Regions from separate parts of the Sus scrofa genome. Here region 2 is linked to region 1. A link is a contact called in public Hi-C data. All regions are on one chromosome and are shown on one strand. Each heading gives the region's core, a stretch centred on a gene start, on an enhancer-like site or on the middle of the called end of the contact. The rest is flanking DNA. Distances are from core to core; before and after follow the strand shown.

The links. A called contact is a pair of places that touch in the nucleus more often than the background predicts.
Region 2: a contact with region 1 is called in a Hi-C map of embryonic fibroblasts, with 6 times the contacts expected there. The contact joins two enhancer-like sites. A contact is called at or near these places in 4 of 5 promoter capture datasets (fetal liver, fetal skeletal muscle and liver), 25 of 47 Hi-C or Micro-C datasets (adipose tissue, alveolar macrophages, blood and 15 more) and 2 of 2 datasets of contacts at active chromatin or transcription factors (alveolar macrophages and skeletal muscle).

The regions. Positions count from the first base shown.
Region 1 is chr1:131,049,278-131,051,938 of Sscrofa11.1, reverse strand. It overlaps PAK6 (serine/threonine-protein kinase PAK 6), which reads left to right. Exons shown (of 11, transcript XM_021097802.1): 5 at 1-95. Among named protein-coding and RNA genes, the nearest start is that of ANKRD63, 18 kb to the right of the region's middle. Within about 2 kb of position 1,293, at least 11 of the 83 cell types and tissues checked have an H3K27ac peak or open chromatin away from gene starts, as enhancers often do. A contact at or near this core is called in adipose tissue and embryonic fibroblasts, where this site is marked.
Region 2 is chr1:131,230,289-131,232,949 of Sscrofa11.1, reverse strand. LOC110261466 (a long non-coding RNA gene) reads right to left here. Exons shown (of 4, transcript XR_002345541.1): 2 at 2,581-2,661; 3 at 733-881. Among named protein-coding and RNA genes, the nearest start is that of SRP14, 9.9 kb to the left of the region's middle. Within about 2 kb of position 1,324, at least 18 of the 83 cell types and tissues checked have an H3K27ac peak or open chromatin away from gene starts, as enhancers often do. A contact at or near this core is called in adipose tissue and embryonic fibroblasts, where this site is marked.

The DNA.
Region 1 (2,661 bases), core at 44-2,543:
GCCTGAAGCGCAGGCTGTTCCGAAGCATGTTCCTGTCTGCCTCTGCCACCGCCCCTCCGAGCAGCAGCAGGCCAGGCCCTCCACCACAGAGCAAGGTAGGTCAGGTTGGGCTGCCTCTGGGGCCACTCTCAAGTGGGCAGGGAGCCGGGCCCAGCAGCCTCCACTGGGGACACAGGCCCTGCCTGGCCTTCCCCACTTACAGGGTTGGGTCGGGGAAGGCATGAGGGAAACAGACCATCAGCTGGGGATTCTCACCTGCACCAGCTGAGCCCTCATCCTCCAAAGGCTTAGCATGTATGAGTCAGAGGTTGCAAGCCAGGTCGTTTTCTGGGGCCTCAGAGGGGCTATGGCGTGCCCCAGCTTACACTCATGCCCTCTGGGAGTGTCTAGGCAGACCACATTGCGTGGCAGACACTCCCACACCCCCAACTCCCCACCCTAGAAAAAGCAGCCTCTTTAGGAGTTCCCATCATGGCATAGAGGAAACGAATCCAACTGGGAACCATGAGGTTGCGGGTTTGATCCCTGGCCTTGCTCAGTGGGTTAAGAATCCGGCGTTGCTGTGAGCTGTGGTGTAGGTTGCAGACGTGGCTCGGATCTGATGTTGTTGTGGCTCTGGCATAGGCTGGTGGCTACAGCTCTGATTAGACCCCTAGCCTGGCAACCTCCATATGCTGTAGGTGCAGCCCTAAAAAGACAAAAAGACAAAAAAAAAAAAAAAAAAACAGCCTCTTTGAGCACACACCCAGACCCTCCCCTATCCACAGTACCCAGCATCCCCCACCCAGGCCCCAGCAGAGGTAGGTGCTCGAGCACTGGGGGCAGGGAAGGTCTCTCTGGCTCCCTCTTCTCAGACCTTCTTTTAGCCTCAGCCCCTCGCTAGTCCCAGTGCTCTCATGAGATCCTGCACAGCCTCCCCCATAGAAACACTCATGTTAACTCCTTAGCTAGTACGGATTCTTCCCTCCCCCTTTTTTCCTAATGCTGCTTTGTTTAGCACTCCTGTGATTATTTATTCTCATGTTGTGTGTCCTATGAAAAGCTAGAGGACTAAACTTGCCTGGGTCTGGGAGCAGCAGGAGTTTGGGAGAGCAGGAGTGTGTGACAGCCTCAAATGCACATATTTTTCTTGTAAAAAAAGAAACAGTGAAGGGAGCTCTAATGGTGACATTTCTTGGCAGGCAGAGGAGGAGAACACTTTTGCTTCTCGCATGCCCTATGACATCCTGTCCATGGTGACAGTAACATCCTTTCCCATTTGGCAGATGAGAAGACTGACTCAGAGGCGATACGTCTGCCAGGTGTCATGAATGAGTCAGCCGAGCCAGTGGGAGGGGCCCTCTGGGCTCTCGCCTCTTGCTCACTGAAGGCTTTCCAACCAATCATGACATCTTTTAGCTCTTTCCTGAGAGACAGGCAAAAATGAGCTTGGGCTGTAGCACAAGAATTGTTAGACGTAAGTGTGAGCCTGGAGCCTGCCGTCCCTGGATGGTGCCAGTGTGTCCAGCCTGACCTGGGGGTGGGCGTTGAGGAGTGGCCTGGACCCCAACCCTTGTAAGTCACTGCCAGCCCAAGGCACCCAGCGAAGGTTCTGGGCCCGGTGCCTCCCACTCCCCCACAGGGACAAAGGACAGCAGGCTGGGATCCCCCATGGGGTGGGGGTTTGAGGGAGGAACAGATGAGATATGGCTTGATGTGTCCGTGTGAGAAACATGAGTGCCTGTGAGCTGAGGGGTCTCTGGAAGTCTGTGCCTGTGGAGAGACATTCTCCAGAAAACTCAGGTGGGAGCAGAACAGCGCACACTGCTGGAAGTGCACTTGGGGAGGACTGCGGGGTGGGTGTGGTTTCGGGGACTTGGAGGAGGGGGTGTCACTACTGGGCTGGGCACTGACATGTATGGTCTGGGCCCCTGCCAGCACCCCACAGCAGGAAAACAGGCTGACCTCCAGCCTCTGTTGGCCTATCCGTCCCTACACCCTTTACCCACCACAGCCGCGGCCATGGGGTGTGCAGGCTCTTGTCAGAACCTGTGGAGGTGCCTTTGGAGGCAGATGGTGCTTGTCTGGGGCTCAGAAACACCACAGTTCCAAATCCAGGGGAGTAGTTTCCATCTTGGCCCCCGGGCATACCTTTCTAGATAGATGCTCTCCAGGCAGCCTCCTAAAAGGCAGAGCCAAGACTGCCCGCAACTCAACCCTGGGCCAGGGCTTCTCAACCCTGTACTCTTAACATTTGGATCCAATAATTCTCAGTTGTAGTGGCTCTCCTGGGCACTATAGGGTATTTATTTAGTCTTTTGTCTTTATAGGGTTGCACCCCTGGCATATGGAGGTTCCCAGACTAGGGGTTCCATCAGAGCTGTAGCTGCCAGTCTGCAGCTCAGCCACAGCCAGAGCAACGCGGGATCCAAGACATGTCTTCGACCTACACCACAGTTCATGGCAACTCCAGATCCTTAACCTGCTGAGCAAGGCCAGGGATTGAACCCAAGTCCTCATGGATACTAGTGGGGTTTGTTAACCACTGAGCCACGACAGGAACTCCAATTGTAGGATGTTTAGAAGCATCTCTGGCCTCTGCCCACTAGATGCTAGTAGCACCCCTCAGGTGGTACAACCTCATATCCCTCCAGATAATACCAAACATTCCTTGGGGGGGGA
Region 2 (2,661 bases), core at 75-2,574, 180 kb before region 1:
TGTGTTTCTGAAGGAAAGTCACTTTTTTTTTTCTTTTCGTCTCTTTAGGGCCGCACTCACAGCATATGGAGGTTCTCAGGCTAGGGGTCTAACTGGAGCTCTAGCCACCAGACTATGCCAGAACCACAGCAACGCTGGATCCAAGCCACGTCTTCGACCTACACCACAGCTCACGGCAACGCTGGATCCTTAACCCACTGAACGAGGCTAGGGATCAAACCTACATCTCGTGGATGCCAGTCGGATTCATTTCTGCTGAGCTATGACAGGAACTCCCAAAAGTCACTTCTTTAATGCCCAGGAGCTTCATTTCCTCAACTGTAAAATGGGACTCTTCACGCACGCTGCTTTGGTGGAGTCGTATGTGAGAAAGCATGCACAGAAAAGCTGGGTTTCATTGTTATTTTCCCCTTCTCTTCAAGCAGTACCTGGAGTACAAATGCTCAGTCCTCCAAACATCCTCCCCTCCTCCCCCACCAAAACCCCAGTCTCTCACTAACCTCAGCTAGCTGTGCAGAGGCCACCCACCTGGTAGCTAAATCATGCAACATGTTCATGACAGATGGTCAGGTACGTCACACCCACCCACTCCAGTTTGGGAGGCAATTTAGGCAATATTAAACAAAGAGAAGACTCCAGTGGTAGGTGTCAGGCGCTATGGCTTTGGGGAGCATCAAAGGAATTCCTAGGACCCGACAGACCACACCCCATGGGCACCCTGGCCCCACGTACCTGGAAGGGTGGCTGTGTACAGAAGTGAGTGGTGGCCCTCATGAAACACATGTGAACTCTAACAGGCTCCCCCTTCTCATTGATGGTTTCCTTCCTCGATGAACCTCAGGATGGAGAGGGTGGCCACACCCATATCCTATGGGGGGAAACTGAGACCAAGAAAAGCAGGTGTGTTGTTGCTCAAGCTGTCCCCTCAGCAGACTGGCGGTCTGGGGTGTGAGGAACCCCTTCCTCTTCCTGCCTTCCTCCTCTCCTGACTTTCAAGAGTTTAGTGAGTGGAGAAGGGGCACCTTTATTCCTGATTAGGGGTCCCAATTTTTAAAATTTCCTGTTTGGAAGCAAAGGACAGGAAATTATGTAGCCAGAGTTTCTATACAAATTACCCAGGTGTCCTAACTCCCCAGTGTAACAGACGTTATTACTCTCTTGGCCTCAGTCATCATTCATCCCTGATTGTCCAGGGAAGCCCACTCCACTGCCCTGAGAGACCAGCAGACACAGATTTATATGGGGAAACCTAGACAGACACAAGGAGCAGACTCCCCACCAGACCAGAGCCAAGTTCTGGTAATGACATCGATGAATCACTGACTTCAGTGAGTCACACTATTGAGCTGCAAGAGGCCTCCAAGATCTTTCTAGACTGACACTTAACCTTCTGGTTGTTCATGAGGAAGACAACTGAGTGAGGCCCAGAGAGGGAAAGTGACTTGCCCAAGATCACAAAGCTCAGATGGGCAGAGTAGAGGCTGGAAGCCCTGAGCCTTGGGGCCAGGCACTTTCCACTGCTTTTCACAGCCCTTTGAATATCCCCATAGCCCAAGGGGAGGCATAGGGCCCTGGTGATTAGCCAAGGCAGCTCAGGCTGTCTCCTAGCAGGTGGGCTCAGCGGCAGCCTCAGTCCTCCCTTGGGGCCCATCTTCACACCCGAGGTGCCGGCCTGGGCCGCTTCCTGCCTGGCTCTCATCCAAGGCCATTTCACAATGGGGGGAAGAGAGCTGGGCCGAGAGTCTGGGGTTAGTGCTCAGGCCACCTCTAGCCTAGCCCCTCTCAGACCCCCTGGAGACAATGAGCCAAGCCCCACCTGAGAGTGGAGATGAAGTAAGGAGCTGGAGGCTGGCAGGCCCTTCCTGAGAGTATTGTGAGCAGGTGCCCTGAGGTGGGCAGGGGCTGCCTTGCCAGCACCCACCATTCCTCCATTTCCCTGGCCTTCCATATGCAGTCATTCACAGTGGGGGAATTCTGTGTGGATAGGAGGTGGCCCGCTCAGACCATTATTAGTCAGAGGGGACTCTGGAAGCAAGCTGGGAGAGGGGCAAGGCCTTGAGCAGCTTCCTGTAAGGAGACATCGTGACTACCAGGCAGAGAATTCCGGGCAGGGAAGCCCAAGCTGTCTGTCTCCTTCCCCTCCCTACGCGCCCCAGTCTGTGGTGACTACCATTTACACAGGAACCAGGACAGAGATGTCGGGACACTCAGCATGGATTTATTGCGCCCCTGCAATAGGGTCAGGGCCACTGCCAAGGGATCTTGTCTGAAGGAGGAGGCAGTGGTTAGGGATCCAGATTCTCCTGTCTTAAAGTCTTAAGAGACGAAACAAACCCCAGCGAAATGTCAAACCACAAAACAAGGCCGTGTGAGCCTGGGACCCACACTCTCATACTGGACAGTCCAGTTTGGCAGATCAGGGGCAGGGGAACTCACTGTGGACAAGGCCGAGGGAACCCAGGGAATGGGGAGGAGGTGGGCAAGGTCTTCGCCACAGGGAAGGAGAGACAGAGCAGATGTGAACACGCACGTGCAGGGCGCAGGATCCCGTTCCAGCAGAGAATGAGGCTGGAAGTGTACCTGGGCCCAGGGCCGCTTCCTTCCTCTGAGCTCACACTCCTTGAACTTGCTCTTCCTCTGTATCCACAGGACGTGGCTGGC